Linked DNA regions of Mus musculus: regions 1, 3 and 4 are each linked to region 2. A link is a contact called in public HiChIP or PLAC-seq and promoter capture Hi-C data. All regions are on one chromosome and are shown on one strand. The core of a region is the stretch at or near the end of the contact, and the rest is flanking DNA. Distances in the headings are between cores, read along the strand shown. Region 1 has its middle 4.4 kb from the start of Mir23a. Region 2 holds the start of Ddx39a (DEAD box helicase 39a). Region 3 holds the start of Elmod2 (ELMO/CED-12 domain containing 2). Region 4 holds the start of Il27ra (interleukin 27 receptor, alpha).

The links. Promoter capture Hi-C pulls out the DNA fragments that hold promoters and counts their contacts. HiChIP or PLAC-seq counts read pairs in DNA pulled down with a chosen protein or histone mark. Capture Hi-C pulls out chosen DNA fragments and counts their contacts.
Region 1: a FOXA1 HiChIP or PLAC-seq map of pancreatic cancer cells shows a contact between it and region 2. The contact joins the enhancer-like site here to the promoter of Ddx39a in region 2. A contact is called at or near these places in 1 of 39 promoter capture datasets (pre-B cells), 1 of 15 datasets of contacts at CTCF or cohesin (the NIH/3T3 cell line), 6 of 115 datasets of contacts at active chromatin or transcription factors (effector CD8 T cells, extraembryonic endoderm stem cells, fetal liver and 3 more) and 2 of 9 other capture datasets (adipose tissue and liver).
Region 3: a contact with region 2 is called in a promoter capture Hi-C map of adipose tissue. The contact joins the promoter of Elmod2 here to the promoter of Ddx39a in region 2. A contact is called at or near these places in 1 of 39 promoter capture datasets (erythroid cells), 1 of 484 Hi-C or Micro-C datasets (erythroblasts) and 1 of 9 other capture datasets (adipose tissue).
Region 4: a contact with region 2 is called in a promoter capture Hi-C map of embryonic stem cells. The contact joins the promoter of Il27ra here to the promoter of Ddx39a in region 2. A contact is called at or near these places in 7 of 39 promoter capture datasets (the C10 cell line, cranial neural crest, embryonic stem cells and 4 more), 2 of 115 datasets of contacts at active chromatin or transcription factors (extraembryonic endoderm stem cells and large pre-B cells) and 2 of 9 other capture datasets (adipose tissue and liver).

What each region holds. Positions count from the first base shown.
Region 1 is chr8:84,202,628-84,205,589 of GRCm38.p6, forward strand. No RefSeq gene overlaps it. Among named protein-coding and RNA genes, the nearest start is that of Mir23a, 4.4 kb to the right of the region's middle. Within about 2 kb of position 1,529, at least 371 of the 459 cell types and tissues checked have an H3K27ac peak or open chromatin away from gene starts, as enhancers often do. A contact at or near this core is called in the NIH/3T3 cell line, adipose tissue, effector CD8 T cells and 6 more, where this site is marked.
Region 2 is chr8:83,713,842-83,716,642 of GRCm38.p6, forward strand. Ddx39a (DEAD box helicase 39a) reads left to right here and starts at 1,336. Exons shown (of 11, transcript NM_197982.3): 1 at 1,336-1,496.
Region 3 is chr8:83,331,108-83,333,894 of GRCm38.p6, forward strand. Elmod2 (ELMO/CED-12 domain containing 2) reads right to left here and starts at 1,379. Exons shown (of 9, transcript NM_178736.5): 1 at 1,243-1,379; 2 at 4-151. The coding sequence starts at 145. It overlaps Gm32327 (predicted gene, 32327), which reads left to right and starts at 1,512. Exons shown (of 2, transcript NR_168721.1): 1 at 1,512-1,943.
Region 4 is chr8:84,041,257-84,043,956 of GRCm38.p6, forward strand. It overlaps Il27ra (interleukin 27 receptor, alpha), which reads right to left and starts at 1,319. Exons shown (of 14, transcript NM_016671.3): 1 at 1,194-1,319; 2 at 831-948. The coding sequence starts at 1,278. It overlaps Rln3 (relaxin 3), which reads right to left. Exons shown (of 2, transcript NM_173184.1): 2 at 1,811-2,075. The coding sequence ends at 1,837.

The DNA.
Region 1 (2,962 bases), core at 279-2,778, 490 kb after region 2:
TGAGAATTCTTGGGTAGGGAAGGACAGCATCATGCCGGGCATGGCTGAGTCACACTCGAGCGGCGCCTTGCCTCAGGCTGCTGGAGCTAGAACTGGCGCCACCCTGGGTGTGGCTACTGAGCTGTGGCCCTGGGCAGAGCAGGGCTGGGTGGCAGGATGGGCACATGGGCCTTGAGGGACTCGGGGGAGCAAATCTGGGATGCCCGGTGATACCTCCCTTTTGTCTCCTGTGTACATTTGGGGCTCTGGAACCCTAAGCTTTGGGCCTGGGAATAATAATAATTATCGATCTATTAATAAAAGTTTTTGAGGCATGATCTAATGTAATGTAGTCCATGCTGGCCTGGAACTGGATAAGTAGTCCAGGATGTCCTTGAACTGGTCCTTAGGCCTCCACCTCCTGAATGCTAGGCTTACTTGTGTGCACCATGATGAAGGGTTTCTGCTTTAAGATGGGACCTGCTGACTCCATGCTTCCAGCAAAATAGCCAAGCACTCTCTACCCACAGTCAACTTTGGGGGTCGAGACACAGTCTCATTTCATAGCCTACCGCGGTCTTGAACACATGGCAGTCCTCCTGGCTCAGCCTCCTGAATGGTAGACTGACAGAGACGCCTCACAATGCCTGGCTGGTTCCTGGAAGTTTTGCGGAGTTAAGGGAGTGAGCCAAGCCTTCCAGAAGACAGTGGGTGATGGAGGTCAGCGCTCCTATCTCCAGTCCCAGGCCAGGCCAGGACCTGGGATGAACTTCACCCTGGGAGCACTGATTGGCTTGAGGGGAACCCAGCACCGCAAACAGAATGTTAAGGAATAGAGTGGGGGATCTGGTTGTTGGACTGTGTGGCTGGCGGGCAGCGAGGGTGGGACGTGGCTGTCGTCTTTGCCTATTTATACCAAGTGATTCAGCCCTCCCTCACCCCTTCCTGCGCCCCCTCCACTCGCGGCTAGGCACTAGGCCCACCCACTTGCCTATGCCCTGCCCCCCAACCCGGGCGGGTTGTCTGGTTCCTGCGTGGGGACGGACGTGGAGGGCAGGCATCTGTGCCGCAGGTCGGGTTGGCCCCAACCCAGCCGCCCAGCTCCTGGGAAGAGTGGGCCATTAGCGAGCGCTGGTGGCTGGGGCGGGGGCGGAGCTGGGCGGAGACTGCAGCCCTTGGTATTTTCCGATCCTCGCTGCTTCGCGAGAGTGGAAAGTATTTGAGGATCAGGGTTGGGGACGACCGGAGGGCCTCTGCCCTGGTTCTTTCTTGGGGTTCACTGTGGGTCCTCCAGGGATGCCGAGGGCTTGAAGGCTGTGTGTGCTAATTTAACTGACTGGGATACCACAGCCCAAGGCCCCCCGCCCTGTTTCTCAAGCCCTCCAGCTCCAGGACTTCTGTCCCTTTGAGTCTCCCTGTGAGACTAAGAGTCAGTACAGGGTGTCCCAGCTCCTGGACACCTGCGTGGTAATGCCCCCTCCACGCCAGACACAGACCTCTGGTGTGTGTGAGGATGGGAGTGGCCTTGGCTGCAGCCTTGGGCTCTTTGTAGGGGAAACCCCACAGGAAACCAGCCTGGCCAAATGGCCGCCCTTCCCGTTCTGGTCCCTGGGACGAATATGCTGTCTCACTTCCGGAGGTGATTGGGGAGGCTGGTCAGCCTGTGGACCTGGGCTGCCCCCAGAACCCAAAGAGACAGAGGTGGATTGGGGCTGGAGACTGTGTGTGTGTGTGTGTGTGTGTGTGTGTAAGCACGCGTACTGGGGAAGACACATCAGAATATCTCAATCCTTATTCCTCATTCCTCAGACATCGGTGATGCCAGATCTAGACGTTAAATCCACTGTCCTGCCTGTCACTGCCTGATATGACTGAATGCTTCTGTCCTTGATGTCACCCAGGAACTCTTCCAATTATTGGGAAGTAGAGATTTTCTTTTTTTTTAAGACTTATTTTTTTACTTTTGTGTATGTGTTGGGTATGTGCATGTATGTGTAGGTGCCTAAAGGGTCCAGAAGAGGGCGCCACATGTGAGCCGGGAAACCAAATTCAGGTTCTCAGAAAGCAATATGCAGTCTAAACTATTGAGTCATCTTTCCAGCCCTGAACTTGTTTTCTTTTTTTTTTTTTAAGATTTATTATTATATGTAAGTACGCTGTAGCTGTCTTTAGACACTCCAGAAGAGGGTGTTAGATCTCATTACGGATGGTTGTGAGCTACCATGTGGTGGCTAGGATTTGAACTCAGGACCTTCGGAAGGGCAGTCAGTGCTCTTACCCGCTGAGCCATCTCTCTAGCCCTAAACTTATCTTTTTTAGAGTCTCATGTATCCCAGGTTGCCCTCCAGCTTGCTCTGTAGACACATTTCTTGTTTTTATTTTTATTTTGTTTTTCCTAGACAGGCTTTCTCTGTGTAGTCCTGGCTGTCCTGGAACTTCCTCTGTAGACCAGGCTGGCCTTAAACTTCCTGAGACATACCTGCTAATGCCTGCGGAGTGCTGGGAACATGTGTATAAACCACCACACTTCCTTGATATGGTACTGGGGGTGAAGCCAAGCCCAGTCAGTGTGCTAGGCCAGCAGCTGCCATTGAGCCTTACCCCTTGTTGCTTTTTTTTTTTTTAATTAAAAATTATTTCACCGGGTGTGGTGGCGCACACCTTTAATCCTAGCACTTGGGAGGCAGAAACAGGTGGATTTCTGAGTTCGAGGGCAGCCTGGTCTACAAAGTGAGTGCCAAGGACAGCCAGGGCTATAGCCATGGCTACACAAAGAAACCCTGTCTCAAAAAAACAAAACCAAACCAAAACAACAATTATTTCCGTGTGCAGATGTTTTGTCTGCATGTATGTCTGCAGAGTTCAGAAAAAAGTGTCAGGATCCCTAGAACTAAAGTTGGAGATAGTTGTTAGCCACTATGTAGGTGCTGGATATTGAACCTGGAACCCCCGGAAGAGCAGCAAGTGCTGAGCCATCTCTAGC
Region 2 (2,801 bases), core at 86-2,585:
GTATAGACAAGGCTGGCCTTGGACTCAAAGAATTCTGCCTGCCTCTAACTATCCTATGTAGACCAGGCTAGTTGAAAGCAGAGTTCTCTGCTTCTAGAGAACTGGGACTAAAGTTCTGTGCCACTCTGACTGGTTTTTGTTTGTTTGTTTGTTTGTTTGTTTGTTTTGTTTTGTTTTGTTTTGAGAGAGAGAGAGAGAGAGAGAGAGAGAGAGAGAGAGAGAGAGAGAGAAAGAATTATGTTTGTGGAAAGAAAGGATGAGTGTAGACAGCATTAACATCTAGAGTTTATTTATCTGGCAGGTAGCCTCTCAGTACCATGATCTAGACAATGTAGATTGTGTTTCAGGCTGGGGATTTTATAGCTAAGGATGGGGAAGGGAGAAGAAGGTTTCATAGGGGCAGAATGGGGGTTAGCTGTTTTCCTTAGACAAGGTCTTTTTCTATCACCAGATATCTGGGGTCAGGCAGCTGCTTTTCTTCTGCAATCCCCAAAGAGCTGGCTTTCTGGAACTATGAGCTCAGTTTACGGCCTGGGATTTTTGTTTTGGTGGTGGTACAATGTAGGGGTAAGAAAAACAAGGGCTGGAGAGATGGCTCAGCGGTTAAGAACGCTGACTGTTCTTTCACAGGTCCTGAGTTCAAATCCCAGCAACCACATCATGACTCAACCATCTGTAATGAGATCTGACGCCCTCTTCTGGTGCTGTCTGAACAGCTACAGTGTACTAAGATGTAATAATAAATAAATCTTGCCAGGCCTGGTGGTGTACGCCTTTAATCCCAGCACTTGGGAGGCAGAGGCAGACGGATTTCTGAGTTCGAGGCCAGCCTGGTCTACAGAGTGAGTTCCAGGACAGCTAGGGCTTCACAGAGAAACCCTGTCTCGAAAACCAAAAATAAATAAATCTTTTTAAAAAGGGGGGCTGGGCGTGGTGGTGGACGCTTTTAATCACAGCACTCACACCTTCAATCACATGGAGGAAGAGGCAGGCAGATCTCTTGAGGACAGCCTGGTCACAGATGGAGTTGTTCCATGACAGCAGGGCTACCCAGAGAAACCCTGTCTCGAAATGATACAACCAAACAAAAGAGTCAGGGCTTCTAAGCTAGGCAGGCAAGGACACTTTAAAAAGCTGGGGCACATACACGCGCAATTAACGTGCGGATGCCAGCTAAAAGTGGCAGTATCCACTGTGGCCCTTAACTCATCTCACGTGACTGGGCGGGAACCGCCGCTTAGCCCACTCCCCCTTTGGACACGCCTACTTTACGACTGCCCAATGAACCTGAGTCTAGGTACGCCCAATAGCCGGTCGACAGCGTCCTTATAAACCAACCATCATCCTTTCCTCTGTTGAGTGATAAGCCAGCTATCCAGTGAGCGAGACTCGAGTTGGGCTCCAGGCAGGAAGCACTGTAGCGCGCGTCCAGGGTCGCGGCGTAGAACCGGACGGGTGGCTCTCTTTGCAGCTCGCGGAGGCGAACCGGGCGGCAGGTAAGTGGCGGGTCCCGAGGCCGGGGCCGCGGTGCGGGGCTGTGGGTTCGCCGAAAGGGAAGCTGCGGGGCGCGGTGCAGCGGGAGGAGTGGGCGCACAGCAGCGGGACGGTTAGGCACCTCGAGCCGGCGGCCGTTGGGCTCCATTGAGCATGCGCCAGGGGCGGGCCAGCCGTTAGTAGGTCGGCTTCCGGGGACGGTGATGGGAATGGCGGCTCTCGGAGGCCCCATGTGTACCGTGGTGGGATTGAGGGACCGGGCGGATCCACACTGCGTTTTCGGTCACGGCGAGAGGACTCAGGCTATCTGGGCAGACGTCCCGAGTCTGCAGTCACCGGCTTCCCGTCTTGTTCCGCCGCTCGCCCAGGAGATTCTTCTCCAGACTCTGATGCGGAAGGCCAGTGTCGCGCCTCTTAGGAACGTGGCCATTCACTCGGCGTCGCTTTCCCGGTGTGAGGCCGGTTCAGCCCGTTGCCTCTGGTCTGCCTGGACCTATAGTTGAAACTTTAGGTCTGTGACAGTCTGGGTTCACTTGTTTCATTTTCCTGGTTGAAGCAAGGCCTGACGTATTGGGGGTGGGGGGCCATACGCTCCGAGTTGCGCCTCAACTAGTTCCCGGAACCTTTTGTGTGCCTAGATTCTTGAGACAGGATCTCTTTACATAATCCTGGTCGTCCTTGAACTCTCTCTCTGAAGACCAGGTCGGGCTCGAACTCACTGAGGTCCACTTGGCTCAGTCCCCGGAGGTCTGGTATTAAAGGCGTGTCCCACTAAGCCCGGCTTCACATTTATCCTTTCACCAGCACAATAAATGTTTTTAAAGCAGTACTGCCTAAAGACAGAGTACACATATGAGAGGCCAGAAGATAGGTTCTCCTGAAATCGAGGTTGTTCTTGAAGTTTTTTATTTAGGTGTAAATATTTGAATGACTACCTGTGTGCAGGTGCTCTAGGAGGCCGGAAGTACTGACCCTGGAGTTAGAAGGATGTAAACTGAGAAACCTAACTCAGGTCGTGTGAAAGCATCATTAATTCTTAAGCCACATTGGCCACCTTGCCTAGCCAGTCTTAGAACTTAAAAGTTTTTTGGTTGTTGTTGAAACAAGATCTCACTGTGTAGCCCAGGCTAGCCTGGAACTAGAGATCTGTCTGTCCCTGTCTCAGGCATTTTTTAGAATTCATTTTTAATATATTCTAGCATTTGGGAAGTGGAGGCAGGAGGATCTGGAATTCGAGGCTAGTCTGGGCTACACACAAGTTTGAGGGCCTGCATGAGACTCAGTTTCAAATAGAAATAGGTACATCT
Region 3 (2,787 bases), core at 129-2,628, 380 kb before region 2:
TACCTATTCTGTAGGTCCTCTGTGCCCCTCCATAGGTGTCAAAAATTCGCTGCAATTCACATTTCCCAGTCATCTGCCGTAAGAGCCATTTCATCCAAAATCGGAAAAAGTGTCCATAGAAAAACTCCCACAGAGACACGAACATGTTTCCCTGGAAAGAGGATATAAACACACAAGCTTAACGGTCTCAAACTGGAATTATAAAACTGAAAAAGAAATTAAGTTGATCCAACTCCCCAAATGATAATGAAATATATTATTCCATTGTGTCTATTTTGTGAGTGTTTAATTCATCAGGCAAGGAAATAACATACAACAGCTTAAATAATGATTTGCCAAATGGTCACTTGAAAAAAAAATGTAAAAAGTAGCCAAATAACTGGCCAAATTATTTAATCGCTAAAAAGAATAACCACATTTCATTTTTGCCAAATATTATATTTAATATTTTGGATTCATACTTCCGTTTTTCATCCCTTGAAACTTGGAACAAAGAAGTTCAAGAATAAAAGGACCAACCGAGCAACAATTTCAAATCTACCACACATCAGATGTGGCTTCCCAAAAAATGAGCTCTTCTCAGCCTTGGTTGAGAGCGCGCCCAGCTGTCCCTGTCAGCTGACTCCGACAAATGAAAACACTACAAGTGGCTTACAAACTGAAGCATACAGGTTGGGAAACCGAGCAGATGGCATCCTGACGAATTCATCATTGTTCTAGTCAGTAGGTGAAGGGCAGAGACACCAAGAGGTTAAAAAACAAAAAACCCCACAAAATCTATACACTTGATATAACTGATCTTGCAATAAAACTCTTTTCGGGTGCTAAACGAAGGGGAGGAGGGATACCGGGAACTCCAGCCCTGGGATTCGCAGACACACCCTCTCTGCGCCCGGGCCCGAGGAGCTGTCAAATTCGAAATCCCCGCAAGGCAAGGCACCAGGTGTCGGTGCCAGACACGCGGATCAGGATCTTTAAAATGAGTCATCCCGTCGGCGCTTGTCGGGACGAAGCGGGCAGAAGTGCCAGGCGCAGGCAGGCCGTCCCGCCGAGCCCCAGGGCCTCGGGAAACCGAGTGCGAGCCCCGTGGGCACCGCGCCGTCCCGCCCCTCTCGCGCGCGGGAACGCTGCACAAAGCCCCGACGGCCCCCGCACCCTGCGGGTTATCCGCGGGACGCCAGCGAGGCTTGCGCAGCCGCACGCCAGCAACTCAGAGTGAGAGAAAAATAAAACAGCAGCCACCTCACAGGAGCGGAAGAACTAGGGGGAAGCTGGCACTGCCTCGGTTTCCCCAGCTGCAAACACCGGCAACGGAAACGACGCTCTACGTGGAGCGCTCCCTGCGAACACCGCGACCCGGAAGTCCGCACGGAGGCTGCGGGGGCGGGGTGTCTCTTGGCTCCGCGCCCCGCCTCTTCGTCTTCTTCCGATTGGCTCGCTCTCAGCCTATCGCCGGCGCGGAAGGAGGGGCCCGCGGGCAGGCGCGCCAGACGCTGGACGGTTCCCATGGCAACGGCGGCGGCCGCACTCCCAGCCCAGCGCCAACGAGTTCCCTGTGGACTCGGCCTGGGAACTTTGCTCTGGGCTTTCCGGGACTCTTCCACCGCGGGCGTGACCACAGCACTTTCACTTACATTTCCTAATCTGCGAAGTGATTATTTCCCATCTTTATGAGGCACAAAGGAAACTTGGGTCGAAGGCACTTTATGGATGACGCAAAAGAACTTGCGTGACTAAGTGTGTGCAATGAGAAGTTGCGAGTTTTTCCTCTGAAAACAAACATGGAACACTTAATTCATCAAACGTTCATTTCTTAACATCGTTTCTACTGGAGGAATAATCTGTGCCTTTTTTTTAAACCTCAAAAGTATGGTTTTTATGTGCTAGGTGGTCTTCTACAAGGGACTCGCACGCCAAACCAACCAGCAAAAGCATAGTATCAGGTGAAGCTGCCTAACAAAGTTATTAAGGGGATTAGGGAGTAGGGGAAGGGATCATTACATACAGCGGAATCAGCAAAGTAAGGATAAGCGTTACTAGAGGAGATGAGGGAGTGTGCTGGGCCAGCTTCAGGAGGAAGACTGATCCACAGGACAGTAAATGTAGAAGTCCTGGGTTAGGAATGTATTACAAAAGGCTGATGGCACAATAATGGGGTTGGTGGGTTGGATAAGAAAGAGCCAAGTGGAGAGAAGGCTAAATATAAAAGAAGTTAAAAATGAAACAAAAGAAATTCCTGAATTGGGCACGCTCATGCATGCCTGTAATTACATGCCAGCTGGAGGGTGATGTGGGCAGGGAGATCTGCAGTTCAAGGCTACTTAAGGATCTGCCTAAAAAAGTAGATAGATAGATAGATAGATAGATAGATAGATAGATAGATAGATAGATAGATAGACAGACAGACAGACAGTTTAGCCTCCTACCCAAACAAGATTCCTGGCTCCTTGGTCCCCTTGTCAGGACCAACCACTATTAGTTCCTTATACTTCCAAAAATATTCAAGCCAGTGTCTTGTCTATGCCCCATCCATCTCCGTGTTAGGTCTGATTAAGTGCGCAGTACATGCCTTTCCAATTTTTCTTTTTTTCAAGACAGGGTTTCTCTGTGTAGCCCTGGCTGTCCTGTCACTTTGTAGACCAGGCTGGCCTCGAACTCAGAAATCCACCTGACTCTGCCTCCTGAGTGCTGGGATTAAAGGCATGCACCACCACGCCCGGCATGCCTTTCCATTTTAAAGGTAGATTCTTCTTGTAGAGCATAAACCTATGAAGGGCAGACAAGCCA
Region 4 (2,700 bases), core at 69-2,568, 330 kb after region 2:
TTCTTTAAAATGTATGCAGTACACCTACTTTCTGAAAGAACTCAACAGTGGGCCGGGTGACTGACAGTTTACACCCGACAGTTCACAGCTGTCATCCCAGCACACAGGAGACGAAAGCAGGATTGTTAGAGGCCAGCTTCACAGGGTAAGACCCTGTCTCAGAAAACATGCTGTTCCCCGGGGCTCCTCCCAAGGTGCTTTTTCTTTGTCCTTTACTTAGCGCAATTGAAATGAAGTTTCCAGATACACTCTCCCCTGGACCCTGAACCCCAAACCATACCAGAACCAGCTATTGTTGTTGTGATTACAAGCGCTACACTGACTTTTTTTTTTTTTTGAGACAGTTTCTTACAGCCCACGCTGATCTCAAACTTGTTGTGAAGCTGAGGTCGCTCTTGAACTCCTGATTTTCTTGCCTCCATCTTCCAAGAGCTGTGTTTGCAGGTGTGTGTCACCATGCTGCTTAGAGTGAACTCAGAAATTCAAGTTACCTGCCCGATGTCGTACAACAACGATATTAACCTGCTTTCTAGTGCTCAGCAGTTTTTCTTTGCCATGTGCCTACCGTGCTGATGGGCAGAATCAATCATGGCAGGCCTGTGCCGTCATTACTGTGGGGGTGGGGGTGGGGGTTGAGAGAGGGAAAGTGGTCAGACCTGAGTTATGCCATAAGGGAATGAGTGGGCTAGCCTGAGGGTTGTGAGAGTGTGGACCGAATTCTCAGTAGCCGGACTGAGGGGCGGGCGGTGATCCTCTTAACAAAATTCGCTTGAAATCTGAGTGACCACTTTCCGTCCTCAGTTTCCCCTAGACCACTCCAGGGTACTCACTATTTCTGACTCTGGTGATACAGCACAGGTGGAGTCTCCAGGTCGCCCAAAGGTTCCCAGGAGCAGTTCAGGATTCCCAGGGGACCGACGCTGTAGCACTGCAGTGGACCTGGACTGCCTGCAGGGGCGCAGAGAGCCGAGAGGACCGTGGTCAAGTTCCCCGGGGCCTGAACTTGCTGGACTGTGGATGCGTCCATCCTCTGGTACAGTGGTAGTGCAGTACCGGAGCGCAGGGCCTGGCACGTGCTGGGATGGCGCAGAGGGAGTCCCGGGCCCCTTTCCGACCTGCTACATCCTGTTGTCGCCCAGTTCCCGATGCCCTACAACTGTGACCCCGAGCCAGCCACTCACGAAGCTGCTCACCGTGGGGCCGCGTCCCGAGCAGCAGCGACATCAGCGACAGCAGAAGCTCCAACGGCGTGAGGCGTGCAACCCGGAGCCGGTTCATGGCTCCCAGGGACAAGTGACACCACCAGGCTTGGGGCTTACAGCCTGCGGGAAGGAAGCCACCCCGCCCCTGGCGGGAAGTCCCCAAATCCGCCCACCCCCAGCAATGATACGCACGCGTGCAAATGCTCAGAACTGAACCTTTATTTTATGTGGTGAGGAAGTCTGAGTACTGAGGACCAGGGGCTCTGTTTTGGGGTGGGGGGGAGGTTAGCCAGGGACAGTGGCGACAATTAGGGCCGGACTGAGGGTGGAGGTGGGGCAGACTCTAGTGTAGCCAGTTTAAGAAGATGGGCATCTGGTTGCTGCTGGGCTGCTGGGGGTGAGGTTGTGGCACGGAAGAACTCAGCCATGAAAAACAAGTTTCTGTTTGGCTGGATAGAGGAGGGGCCGGCAGCAAGGTGGGGAAAGGTTGGCAAGTAGTGTATGCATCTTGGCAGAGGGTCTGTAAGGAGACAGTGGACCCCTTGGTGCCTCGCCTGTAGGAATGCTCTTGAACATCGCACAGCTGACAGCAGCTTGCAGGCACGGCCCGCTTCTCCATTGCTCAACCCTGATCCTAGCACAAGCTGCTAATTTGGCTCTTGCTACAGCCCCACTCGCAGCAACTGCTGGAAAGGCCAGCCAACACATCTCTGCTGCCCCGAACCACTCCAGGTGACCCTTGCCAGCTGGCTCGACCACCGTAGAAAGCCTGGGGGGATTTGGTTAGGGCCAGCCACTCGCTGGAGCCCACCGCTTCATCCAGCTCGCTGGCCAGGTGGTCTGTATTGGCTTCTCCATCAGCGAAGAAGTCCCCTGCAAAAGCAAAGAGGAAGAATCAGGGCTTAGCCCACTTACATCTCCAGTCTGGAGGATCAAGGTTGCGGTTCTGAGTTTGATTTCATCCCCTCGAGGGTTCAAATGCTGGCTCTGTTGTCAGTTTCAGTGCTAAGCTGGACTTTCCTGTCACTGAGTTCATGCGATTCTTTATTTAATGTGGACGGCGTAGATGAAAATATGCATTTGGGAGCTAGGCTCCCTAAATCAGAATAGTAAATGACATTACTTCCGTCTCCCTCCTAGGCTCAGTTTTCTTTTCCACAAAGCAGGGGAGGGGGAGGGGAGATAATAATAACTTCTACTTTTTTTTTTTTTGGCTTTGTCAGGAGTATCAGACTGGATGCCCGCAAAAGCACAATACTATGGGATACATGAGGAGCACTCAAGTGAACACTGATCATTTATTGACCGTCTTGTTTGCTTTACCGAATTCACTTCTTCCAGCCTCTCAGTGACAGCTACTGAGTTTGCTGCTGTTGCCACCTACTTACTATTCACTAATTGGGACCCTGGCTCCTCATCAGGCTTGTGTGAGGACACAGCCATTTAGCCATAGAGCTACTGTTTTGAGGCAGGCACACTCCTAACCTGCGCATGCATC